Regions from separate parts of the Ovis aries genome. Here region 1 is linked to region 2. Evidence: chromatin contacts called from public Hi-C data. All regions are on one chromosome and are shown on one strand. The core of a region is the stretch at or near the end of the contact, and the rest is flanking DNA. Distances in the headings are between cores, read along the strand shown.

Evidence for each region. Hi-C and Micro-C count contacts between places; a contact is called where the count stands out from the background.
Region 1: a Hi-C map of blood shows a contact between it and region 2, with 2.2 times the contacts expected there. The contact joins the promoter of ITPKB here to the enhancer-like site in region 2. A contact is called at or near these places in 3 of 16 Hi-C or Micro-C datasets (blood and skin fibroblasts).

The regions. Positions count from the first base shown.
Region 1 is chr12:29,025,184-29,032,068 of ARS-UI_Ramb_v3.0, reverse strand. It overlaps ITPKB (inositol-trisphosphate 3-kinase B), which reads left to right and starts at 4,898. Exons shown (of 8, transcript XM_015099179.3): 1 at 4,898-5,186; 2 at 6,532-6,885. The coding sequence starts at 6,746. It overlaps LOC132657459 (a long non-coding RNA gene), which reads left to right. Exons shown (of 3, transcript XR_009595671.1): 3 at 1-1,340.
Region 2 is chr12:28,949,430-28,955,632 of ARS-UI_Ramb_v3.0, reverse strand. All of the region lies in intron 2 of ITPKB (inositol-trisphosphate 3-kinase B), which reads left to right. Among named protein-coding and RNA genes, the nearest start is that of ITPKB, 75 kb to the left of the region's middle. Within about 2 kb of position 4,697, at least 20 of the 54 cell types and tissues checked have an H3K27ac peak or open chromatin away from gene starts, as enhancers often do.

The DNA of each region.
Region 1 (6,885 bases), core at 3,649-6,148, 76 kb before region 2:
TTGGTTTAGTTTGCACTTCCCTACTGACGAATGATGTTGAACATCTTTTCATGTGCATATTTATCACTCATACCTCTTTCAATGCCATTTTTTATTAAGTTGTTCTCTTATTATTGAAATTTCAGAGCTCTTTATCTCTTCTAGATACAAGTCCTTAATAAAATTTACACTTTGCATGTATTTTCTTCTAGTCTGTAACTTGTCCTTTTATGCTTTTCAGAAGGGCAGAAGTTTTAAATTTTAATACAGTTCAATTTGTCAAAATTTTTGTGGATCATGCTTTCAGTATTGTGTCTAAGAAATAGAAACAATACTTTGCTACTTAACCAAAGGCCCCAAAGATTTTCTCTTCTGTTTCCGTATAAAAGTTTTATGGTTTTAGCTTCTACAATTAGATCTATGAGCCAGAATGAGTTAGTTTTTTATATATGGTGTACGATATGGATTGAAATTCTTTTTTTTATATGGATATCCAATTGTTACAGGACTATTTGTCAAAAACATTCCTTTCTCCACTTTCTGCACCTGTATAAAAAATCAAATATCTACATGTATATAATGGATCTATTCGTCTACCTTTATGCTAATACCACACATTCTCGATCATGATAGCTTTACGATAAAGATTTATCTTGAAATCAGATAGTGTCAGTCCTTTCACTTTGTTCTTTTTCAAAGCTGTTTTAGCTTTTCTAGATCCTTTGTAGTTTCGAGCGAATTTAGAATCAGCTTGTCAACTTCTATAAAAAATGATAACTTGCTTCGACATTGATTTTGATTGCATTGGCTCTAAATCTGGGGAGAACTGACATCTTAACAACATTCAGTCCTCTAATTCATGAACATGGTATATCTCTCCATTTATTTAGATCTTCTTTAATTTTTCTTCTTTAATTTTTCTTGTTTTGTAGTTTTTATTCTATGATTGTATACATCTTTTGTCATGTTTATCTGGGGAGAATTGACATCTTAACAATATTGAGTCCTCCAATTCATGAACATGGTATATCTCTCCATTTATTTAGATCTTCTTTAATTTTTCTTATTTTGTAGTTTTTATTCTATGATTGCATACATCTTTTGTCATGTTTATCCGTATGTATTTCATAGTTTCTGATGCTACGAAAACGTTCAGTATGACTCAGGGAACTCAAACCAGGGCTCTGTAACCACCTAGCGGGATGGGATAGGGAGGGTGGTGGGAGGGATGCTCAAGAAGGAGGGGGCATAGGTATACCTACGGCTGATTCATGTTGATGCCTGGCAGAAACAAACACAATACTGTAAAGCAATTATCTTTCAATTAAAAGTAAATAAAATTTTGAAATGTTATTTTTTAAGTTTTGGTTTCTGACCATTCATTACTAATATGTAGAAACTCAATTGATTATGGTATACTGGTATCCAGCAATCTTGTTGTTATGCCTTAATTATGTACCCTCAAATTTACATGTTGAAGTCTTAATTCCTAGTACCTCAGAATGACCATATTTTGAGATAGGGTCCTTAAAGAGATAATTTAGTTAAAACTAGGTGGGTCCTAATCCAATATGACTGATGGAAGGAGTCCATCACAGGAGGAAATTAGAACACAGACCCACAGAGAGAAGACCACATGAAGGCATATGGGAAAATAGCCACCTAAAAGCCAAGGAGAGAGGCCTTGTAAGAAACCAAGCCTACTAACACTTTGATCTCAGACGTCTTGCCTCTTGAACTAGGAGAAAATAAATTTCTATTGTCTAAGCCACTCAATCTATGGCACTTTGTTACAACAGTCGTAGCAACGAACACACTAAAAAGTTAAGCTCACTTATTAGTTCTAGTAGCTTCTTTGTAGCCTCCATAGGCTGGTCTGCATGCTGCTACTGCTGCTGCTAAGTCGCTTCAGTCGTGTCCAACTCTGTGCAACCCCATAGACGGCAGCCCACCAGGCTGGAACCAGGCTGGGATTCACCAGGCAAGAACACTGGAGTGTGTTGCCATTTCCTTCTCTAATGCATGAAAGTGAAAAGTGAAAGTGAAGAAGTCGCTAAGTCGTGTCCGACTCTTAGCGACCCCATGGACTGCAGCCTACCAGGCTCCCCCGTCCATGGGATTTTCCAGGCAAGAGTACTGGAGTGGGGTGCCATTGCCTTCTCCATAGTCTCCATAGGCAATCATACTGTCAGTCAATACAGTTTTACTCCTTTCTTTCAAATCTGGATGCCTTTTACTTCTTTTTCTCATATAATTGCGCTGACTAGCGCCTCCAGTACAATATTGAATAGATGTGGCAAATTGCTTACCACTTTGTGCTTCAATTTCTTCATACATAAAATGAGGGTAATAATAGTATGTATCTCATAGGATTTTTATAGGGATTGAAATGTATAAATATATATATATATATAATGTGCTTAAAACAGTGCCTGGATAATAGTAAGTACTAAGTGCTATATAACTTTTTTTCTTTATTCATGTAAAATCAAGGGAGGCTACTAGATTCTGCTTCAAGATGCAAGCCAACCATGCTGGCTTCCAGATACGGGTTTTGCTCCATCTTTCCCCTAATCTCTGTCGTTCTTAGTAGCAGTTAGAATTTTAGACTGGTAGCACTATCATTTAGTTCTACTGCCAGTCCAAAGCAGGAATTTCTTCAGTGTGCCACACCTAACTAGTTGCTGGCTGCATTTTAAGCAAGAACTCTTCAGGCTCATTGAACACTCAGGAAGCCTGGCTTTCTCAATTCTAGGGAAGGTCAGTGATATCTGGTGTGTGAGGTGACAGTGAGAGTTCCCAGAGGCTGGAAAGCTAAGGTTCTGTGTTCACTGTATGCATTGTTAGGTCCTCCAGCTGTTTCCACCATAACTTCTGACTGACATGGGTGTTTGCATCTCCTATGATAGGAATAAACTCCATGGAGTGGGTCTTCTGAGAACTGGCAGCTCCTGTTTCTTGTCACTGGGGAAGCGAATTAGGGACAAGGGTAGGGCTGACTTCTATGCCTTAGCAACTGCCCAAGTCCTGAGTCAACACCTGAATAAACTCTAGGATCTTTTTATTTAGCTCCACAGGGGATGTGGGCACCCCTGGTGGCTCAGATGGTAAAGCATCTGCCTGCAAAGTGGGAGACCCGGGTTCAATCCCTGGGTTGGGAAGATCCCCTGGAGAAGGAAATGGCAACCCACTCCAGTACTCTTGCCTGGAAAATTCCATGGACTGAGGAGCCTGGTAGGTCACAGTCCATGGGGTCGCAAAGAATTGGACATGACTGAGCGACTTTACTTCTTACTTCTATAGAGGATGGGACCTGGAGAAGGAAAAGGCTACCCACTCCAGTATTCTGGCCTGGAGAATTCCATGGACTGTATAGTTCCTGGGGTTGCAAAGAGTCAGACAGTACTCAGCGACTTTCGCTTCACTTCACTTCACATAGGGAATGAGAGAGGACTCAGGCTCAGTCTTCTCAACATGGCACATTAAAAAATAAGTGGACTCAGACATCCCTGGTGGGCTAGTGGTTAAGAATCTGCCTTCCAATGCAGGTGACACAAGTTCATTCCCTGGTCTGGGAAGATTTTACATGCCCTGGGCAACTAAGCCCCTATGCCACAATTATTGAAACTCACTCGCCCTAGAGACCACACTCTGCAACAAGAGAAGTCACTGCAATAAGAAGCCCGCACACTGCAACTGGAGAAAGCCTACTCATAGCCACTAAGACCCAGCACAGCAAAAAATAAATAAATAAATAAATTTAATCAAAAACAAGCAGGACTCAACATTGTCTCATTCCTGGGAATTCTTAGCTAGAAGATCTCTTGGTTTCAGATTTAAGATGAGTCTTTTCCTGATGGAGCAGCAGGCTGCTTTTGTCACTTAAACAGTATTGTTACATAAACAATCAAGAGACAGTTTTGCCACAAGCAAAGTTAAAATTTCTGTCTAAATTATAACTAATAGGAATATTAGGACTTATTCAGGCTTTAGCATTTTACATTTCCTGAACCTGGCAGCTGGGTTTTTCCTCTTTCCACTAAATGCTATAGTTTAGGATTTAGGGAATTATGCAAAACACACTTGCAGCACCAGAGCTTAAATGGGTAATATCCCTGCTGGGTAGCATTTACTGATGGTGGGGGAAAATGTCTCTGGAAAGTGATCCAGTTGCAAGAGACTGAGCAGGGGGTCCCAGGCCTTCTTAGTTCCAGGACTATCCTTCTTAAAATAAGTTTGAGAATGAAGTGCAAAAAATATGCCAATGTCACATTTGCTGACTGCATTTAATAACAGAAAAATGTGCACTGCAAAGGCGTGTTTATACAACTCGCAACTGCACTGCAAAACCATTAACAGCTCACAGCCCAACCAGTCTTCCAAAATACAACTGTGATGCATTTAACATCTGCAGTTCTGCAAGGAGGTGCCCACAAAGTACCTTCTTCGAATTTGCATATTTGTGTACAAGAACACAAACCGTTTACGTGAGGCTTTAGCCCGTTTAAAATGCTTAAAAAGGTCCCCATGATTTGCTCTGCTTAAAATGCACACTCAAACTTTATTAAAAACATTTTTCAAAAAGAAAGTTTCATGAAGCTAGCCATCAGCGAGGCTCGATATAGGGGGTGGAAAATGGATCGTATATCTTTAACCCGCAGAAGTTAAAAGGTTTTTTTTTTGTTGTTAGCTAACAATGGAAACTTTTTTTTTTTTTTTTAAGTGTTTCCCTCCCTCGGTCTTGCCAAGCAATAGAAAAAAAAAAAAAAGAAGAAAAGAAAAACTTGTTCCGCTGAGTTCAACCCCAGACAGGCTCACAACTTCCTTCCTGCTTTCCTCCCCCAAGCCCCCGCCTTACTCCCTCCTCCCTCCTCCACCCCCAATCCCCCACTCCCCCGCCCCAACTTTTTTTTTAATCGCACATTGAACAAACACTGAAGTAGCCGGGAGCAGACACTGACAGGGTAGTATCTCCACGGCCCAGAAGGGCGTGCAGGGCCGGCCGGCGTCGCCACTGCCCGGATCTCCCGCCCCTGCCGACCGGTTTCTCTTCTTTCCCACTCCCCCTTTTTTTTGTCTTCCAAACGAAGTGAGGAAATCGTTTCTGAGCTTTTTGAAAAAAGCTTTTAAAGTCATCTTTCACCTATGAGATCTGCGTCCCTGGATCATGTAGTCTGCACAGGACCCGGGAATCTAAGAAACTGCAGGTAAGCTTGGCGACTTTTTAATGGCTTTCGCCTCCAAACCCTCTTTCCCCTCACTGTCTGTTCTGGAGCGAATCTGAGGAATCTGGGATCCGAAAAAGCGCGGAGAGGTGGGCCGGGGAGACGGGCAAGGGGAGGGCGGCATGCCGAGGAGGCACAGGCGAGTTTTCGCCGTCTTTTCTGCTCTTCCGGACCGCTGGCTCTCCGCCGCCTACCCCGGCGCGCTGCAGGCATTCCCGGGCTCGGGCCGCCGGGCGGCCGGCTTGGCGCCGGGCGAGGGTGCCCTGGATGCGGAGAAGCCCTGCCCTCGGCCGCGCGGCCTCGGGGCTTAGAGCGGGACCCTGGGAGGTTTGCAGAGCCGGGGCTCCAGCGCTGCTGCAGCAACGCACACCCATCGGTGTGGGCGCGAGTCCCGAAGCCCGCAGAGGCAGCCGCGTCTTCGGACACGGGGTGTGTGGAGCGCGGACTCGTTGTCCCCACGCGTGCGCGCGCGCGTACACACACAAAACACACATACACGCCCCTCCACTGGGGCGACGGCGGGGTGGGGGTGGGGGGCGGCAAGTATTGGTTCCGGTACAGGGGACGCGCAGCGCCTCGCCACCGGGCGCGCGCAGACGCGCCCACACTCACAAAACACACTTGTTTGGGGGACTGGCGACAAAGCCAGTGCTTAAAATGCCTAGGCTGCCGCCCTGCCGCGCGCCCAGGCCGTCGTAGGCCGAGGGACACAGCATCAAGGCCAGGGTCAGGAAGGTAAACGGCAGGCAAGCAGGGGTCGCCCCAGACCCGGGCGCAGGCAGCGGCCGGGAAAAGCAGGTTCACATCAGCTTTCCTCCGAGTCGGTCCCTGATGGCCAAGAGAAGGTGGAGCGAGGACATCCTGAAGCCCAAGATGGGGAGGGGGGGAGGGAGGAGGCGAAAAGCTGTCCCGTTATAGCCGGTATAGCCAGTGTTTGCAAAGCCGAGGCGACCGCGAGACGGTGGAGAGGGTGTCCTCACTCTCAGAAAGCTCAGAATCTGCCGCGCCCCGCACATAAGTAGTTGTATATCGTTCCCCGCCCGTCCCGCGTGGCTCTGGAGACAACTCTTAGCGTTTGAAATTGGAAGGGACCTTCAAGCGTATCACACACAGCTCATCACATCACCACCGCGCTGGCGACCGAGGGGGTGGGGGGGTGCCCAGGTTCATGTCCTCGCCGTGCCGCACTGCCCCTGTAAATAAGATGTCTAGGGGCACCAGATCCCGGACAGATTGAGGTTCCGTGGCCGGGGGCCCGTCCTAATCCCCTAGCCGTCCCCCACACCCTCCCTCTGGGGTCCTGACTTGTTTCCTTGTTTCTTCACAGCGGCGCTGTTGTTTATGGACCTCTGGGCGGGGGCTGAGCCCGCTGTCTTGCCCCCCGCCCGCCGCCCAGGCCATGCTGCCCCATCTGCGCGCGGAGCCGCTGCCGCCGGGCCTCCGCGGCTGAGCCGGGAGCCGAGAGCCGCGGGAGGAGGAGACGCCGGCGGCAGAGCCGGAACGGGAGCGGCGGCGGCGGACAGCGCGCAGGACCCAGTACTATGGCCATGTACTGCTATGCCCTCAACAGCCTGGTGATCATGAATAGCGCCAACCAGGTGAAGAGCGGCGGCGGCCCTCGGTCCAGCAGCAACGAGACGCCCCCGCCGCCAGGGAGGGCCGTGTTGAGCCCCGGCAGCGT
Region 2 (6,203 bases), core at 3,448-5,947:
GTTTGAGTGAAACCCATGGTACAGCCAGATAATTTGATTTTACTCTAAAGGGAGCCGCAAATGAACATGCAGGGTGTGGAGGAGCAGTTCTCCAGGGAAGGAAGCAATGAGCTTCTTCATGTGTTGGGCAAGGGGACGTGTGGTCTGGGGAAGGGCAGAGAGGAGGTGACAAGTGAGCAGGGTTTGAGAGAATGGAGACCAGCTCTCTGGGCAAGTCAGGAGGGTAGCTCTCCAGCCAGAGAGGGAGCAGCATGACAGGCTCAGAAGCATGAAGCCACATGATGTGTCTTGGCGGAAAGATCAGATTTTCTTCTTCAGCATAGGGGGTGAAGGGGCGTGGCCGGGCCAGGGCTCTCAAGAGCCCCTCTGAAGGAGTTTGGTCTCTGTTCTGAAGACTTTGAGGAAACTGTTGAGGGTTTAAAGCAGGCAGGGGTCTGCTGAAATTGGCGAGATGAGCTTTACATTGTAAGAGATGCAGAGGGGGAATTGGAGGAAGGTACACCTGGAGAGAGGGAAGGCCGTCTAATCCAGGAGAGATGGGAGGAGCACAGGGTGGTGCAGATGAGGATCGGAGAGCTGCTGGGGAGGTAAAATCAGGGGCCTTGGACCATCTGCGCCGGAGTCTCCTTAGCTCCCCTGAGGGGAGATCCCCAGGTCTCCCACATAGTTTGTAATCCTCAGTTCCTGTCACCCTGCTGAATGGGTGTCAGGGCAGGACTCTGCCCAAAGCCCCTTAAGCCCCCAGCCACCAGGAAACCAGTGAGGTATGTGGGCAAACAGTGGGACTCCTGTCTTCCTGATGCTCTCTGAAGGAGCTGGTTGTCTTGGGAGCAGTGAGCAATTGGGCTCTGGCCTCTGAGAGCCTCTGGCTTTGGAGGAGGCACCGTGATTGGGTGGTTTGGTCACCTCGGCATCCTCAGCCCCCAGCCATAGGCGCTCTGGCCACAGGATCCCAGCCGGTGGTCCCTGTTCTCGTTTCATAGCCGGTCTGTCCCCAGCCTTCCCTGCAGATAGCCTGTGCTTCATGCGTCGCCTTTGGGAAGACTGCAGGGCGGACATGAGACCAAGGCATTTATCGCTCACACCTCCCCTTATCCAGGAGAACCCCCTTGGTGGCTGGCCCTCTACCATCCAGTTTATCATTTTATTCTCATTTTCACCAGATTTAGGGGGAGAGAGAGGCTGGGCAGGAGCTTTGGCTCTGGTGTGGGCCTGTACCTAAAAAGTGCGGCTGGCACTGCCCTGGGAAATACGCAGAGGCCATGGGACCCTCTGGTTTCTCCTAGCATTCTTTTAAAAAAATTTTTATCGGAGTATCTATGTGTGTGTTAGTTGCTGAGTCGTGTCTGACTTTTTGTGACCCCATGGACTATAGCCCACCAGGCTCCTCTGTCCATGGATTCTTCAGGCAAAAATACTGGAGTGGGTAGCCATTTCTTTCTCCAGGGGATCTTCCCAACCCAGAAATTAAACCCAGATCTCCTGCACTGCAGGTGAATTCTTTACCATCTGAGCCACCAGGGAAGCCCATACTTAATCGGAATATAGTTGCTTTCATTTCAGTTCAGTCCAACTCTTTGTGACCCCATGGACTGCAGCACTCCAGGCTTCCCTGTCCATCACCAATTCTCGGAGCTGACTCAAACTCATGTCCATTGAGTCGATGATACCATCCAACCATCTCATCCGCTGTCATCCCCTTCTCCTCCCACCTTCAATCTTTCCCAGCATCAGGGTCTTTTCCAGTGAGTCAGTTCTTCGCATCAAGTGGCCAAAGTATTAGAGTTTTAGCTTCAGCATCAGCCCTTCCAGTGAATATTCAGGACTGATTTCCTTTAGGATTGACTGGTTGGATCTCCTTGCAGTCCAAGGGACTCTAAAGAGTCTTCTCCAGCACCACAGTTCAAAAGCTTTACAAAGTTGTATTGGTTTCTACTATACGGCAAAGTGAAATCAGCTATACATATATCCATCCCCACTTATTCGGATTCCCCTAGCATTTTGAGTGTTAGGTTTTGTGGCTAAGACATTAAGGTTCCTCCTGACCCACTGTGGTGATGCCATGGTGAGCGTCTCCTCACCAAGGCTGGGCCACAACTGGTAGTTCCAAGTGCCAGGCACCCTGAGTTCTAAATTCTGCTCTGATTTGAAGCCCATCAGAGCCTGTTCTGTTCGGCCATGACCCAGTGATGTCCCACCTCTCTGGTTGAGGAGGCTGGGCCTGGTTGTGTGGCTCAGAAATCCTGGGTTCTCCTTCAGCTTCCCTAAGTAACCACTGAGCCACCTCTTGCCTCCCTCTCCCTGGCTACTAATCTAATCAGAGAGGGCACCTTTCTTCGAGTGTTTTATTTTATCCTTTAGACCTAAATGGCCATGTCTCACCTTGCCTGTGGGGTGGGTGGTGTTCAAAGCATTCCCCTTGTCCTCCCACATCATCCTCCCTACAGTCCGAGAGGCAGGGTGGTGCTGTGCACTGTCTGCAGATGAGAAATAGAAACTCAGGGGGGTAAGTGACTTGACCGTGTTGCATGGCAGTGAGTTGAGGTCCTAAGGCATCCTTGGAGCATGATCCCCTTCGTCTGTCATCCAGAAACTCAACTTGAATGCTGTCGGAGGCCAGGCAGGTAATGCAGTGAATACCCGGTGACAGGTGACAGAAGGCCCATCTCAAGGTGTGGAGTTAGCTCTAGTCCACAGATGGTCATCACCCCAAATGGGGCGGGGGGTGGGGGTCGCGATGTGAAGCACAGTATTTCAAAGAAAGCTGGAAATCTGGATGTTTGTGTGAAATGTCCTGATTTTTAAATGTTGGCAACTAGTTTCAAACAAAACAAATTGTTGGCAAAGAAAGCGAGTCTGCTGGCCACTGGCTGGAAGCGTGGCCCTGCGTCCTCCAGCCACTCAGTGGCTTTCCTCTGGGTCTGGTTTGGGGCTGAGGGGGAACTCCACTGCCTAATTTCCCCAGCCAAGGGTTTGGGAAGTTGGGGAAGAGGAAACTGTCCCAGGAGCTGCCGGTCCATCCACGCCCTGCTGGCCAAGCACCCTGTAAATAGCTCATCTGCTTGCATTCCCAGGGCAAATACTTTCCATTTTCCTCTTGGGTCACCGTGAATTCTGGGGTTCTCTGGCAGTTTATTGCCTCGCTTCCTTTTCCAAAGATTGAAATGACGGCGGCTTGAAAATATTTTCTCCATTTGGGTTTTTCCTTGGTGACCTCACTCAGAGACAGATGTGCCCTAATAATAGCATCAAAAATTGAGGGGGATAGATGAGCCAGCTGGTTCTGTTCCCTAGAAGTTATGTTACAGTTCCCAAATGTGGGCTATCCCCAGGGACCTGGGGTGGAGGCAGAGCCTGTGACAGGGCCGGGGTCACCGTGAGACTCCAGAGTGCCCCCCCTCTCTGGGACAGAGTCCCTGCAGCTGTGTTGAGGCTCTCACGCCTAGTCCGGGCTCCCAGCTCAGCTGCTGGGCTCCCGGCACTCGGCAGGTGGACAATGCAAAGAAGGTTTGCGCTTGGCCTGGATTGGCAGACAAAGCGCTTTCTCAACTCCTGCCTTTTCCCTGTGCCCAGAGGCTTGGAACTTGGCGAGACCTAAGCCCAGTCTGTCTGGAGCAGCCAGTCTTCCAAGGGTCTCTCTGGTTGCTTTGGCTCAGGCCGGCTGGCTGGAAGGACCCTCGGTCATTAAGCCTGTTTCTCAGCTTCTGCCATCTGAGAATACGTTTTCCAGACAACCCACTTGCATCTCTCAATAACGTTTCACTTCCCCCGACTTAGTTGGAAGGGGCTGGAAACACATCTAAGGGAATCAGAAGCATTCCGTTAAGCCGTGTCAGCAAGAAGGGGGACTTTTGTAGCTCAAGCTTTGAGGCAGAGGGTGGGGTGTCCCTTATATAGAAAACCTTTCACCATCCATATGCAGGTGCTGGTGCTGGGTTGTGGGTTAGCTCCTCTGTGCATCTGAGGGAGAAGCTGGGAGAGACTGGCAGAAGCTGGCTTTCAGTTCCGTTCAGTCGCTCAGTTGTGCCTGACTCTTTGGGACCCCACGGACTCCAGCACACCAGGTTTCCCTGTCCGTTACCAGCTGCCCGTGTCTTCACACAGGAGATCCCCAAGGCAGTGTTAGGATCCCTTCCCTGTGTAACTTAATTATCCCAAGAGCTGCTGTTAAATACTTCAGTGTGTTAATGCATTGTAGCCCAAAGCAGAAAAGTGAAGGAAACAGTTGTGGGGTGTGTGGGAGACCCCCCTGAAGTTGGGCATGTGAGGGATTCATGGGCTACCAGGGATGGGAGTTGGGGTAGGAGCCCCAGGTCTGTCCCCTGATTGGGATCCAAGCCTGGCTGAACCCCTTGGCCCCTGGGGGCTGCTCAGGGAATGAGAGGTGCCCTGGGAGGCTCCTGCTATGCAGTAAAGTGCTAAGTAAGCACTCAGGGCTCCAGTTGACAGAGATGGCGATGAGTCAATCTGTTTATGAAAATCACACATACCGACAGACGTCAGGATGACCCGGGGGACAGCTGCACTCTGATAGCTGACAAGTCTTGCTCATACTTGGGGGTTCGCTGGTGTGTCTTTCTGGCAACCCATTTCCTGTGCCTCCAGCAGTCTGCACGTGAACAGATGCATGACTGCCTCACTGAGACAGGCCTCTACCCAGAGCAGCCCTGGTCGGGAGAGGGAGGCTGGGTGACTCAGAGCTCTGCCTCAGCTCTGTTGGGCAGGGCCGCTGCAGTTGGGTTCCGAGCCTCTGCAAGCCCGCCTTCCTATTTGCTGAGCGCCGCTCGGCCACAGGCAAATCAGTGTCATCCGTCAGAAACATGAATTGCACCCGTGTGTCTTGCTTGGAAATATTTTCTAAATATAGCTAAATATTTGATACTGCACATGATTTGTTCTCATGTGGTATTCACGCTCTTCCTGAAAAGTTTCCTTGTTAGAAATGCCTTCAGTGGGAGTTCCCCCAAAATCTGACTTTGGAGTCAGTCCAGAGTATCCCCTTTTGACCAACACCTTTACAAGTGCTTTCTGGGGTCTCAGAAACTACTTGAACAGTAGTGTTTAATTTGTGAATGTTCTTCCCTAGAGAAGAAAACTTTTATCCAGCTGAGGAGTGAGGAGTTCTTGTCTCTTCTAGTCATACTATGTATACAGTAGGATCCTCAGGTTCTTAAGTTTATAACCAGAAGATTTCAGTCTCAGAGCATCTTTGAGAAAATACAGGGAGAAGCTAACGCAGGAGAAGCTTGTTTCCATAAGCAGCACTGTTGTGCTTGTGAGCACTGGAGGGAGAAAAGAGGACATTTTCCATTCTTCCACATTTTGTGGAAAACTTCCTTTCCAATTCCTGGCCTTCTAAATGTCATCTTCTAGAAAGGAGAAGGGGCTTCCCACGTGGCGCTAGTGGTAAAGAACCCTCTTGCCAGTGCAGAAGACAGACGTCAGAGACTCAGGTGCGATCCCTGGATCGGGAAGATCCCCTGGAGGAGGGCATGGCAATCCACTTCAGTGTTTTTGCCTGGATAAATCCCATGGACAGAGGAGCCTGATAGGCTACAGTCCACAGGGTCACACAGAGTCAGACATGACTGAAGCGACTTAGCACGCCAAAAAGAGAAGGGGCAACAGAGGATGAGATGGTTAGATGGCATCATTGACAGTGGACATGAATCTGAGCAAACTCTGGGAGATAGTGAAGAACAGGGGAGCCTGGCGTGCTTTAGTCCATGGGTTGCAAAGAGTCAAACACGACTTAGCAACTGAACAACAGCAAAGCGTGGGGTGAAGAAGTCTGTTTCCACATGGGCCACCTATCGGAGCTGCCTGGGGCCTGTTGCCTGGGAACAGGCAGAGTGACTTCTTTCACACCTTGGGTCCCTGGGGGAAGACTGGGGTGGTGAGAGGGAGGGTCAGCAGTGAATAGAGGAACTGCTGGTGGTTGCTGGGCAAGGGTGCCTCTCATACCCGTCCTAGAAGGGCTCCTGGGAGTTCTGGACTTCCAGGAAGTCTCTGCGTAAGGAAAGAATCGACCTGTTCCTGGGGACCCACTGCCTGATGTCTGTGGCCTTCACCCTCTGCACTTTCCTCTTGGAAAGGTGGCCTCCGAAGGCCAGGGCTGGGGTGGAGAAGGAGGTGATCAGACCCTGCTGAGCCAGTGCAGAACCCCCTTCTGTGTGCTTCATCCCGTGGACAGGCTTCTGCCC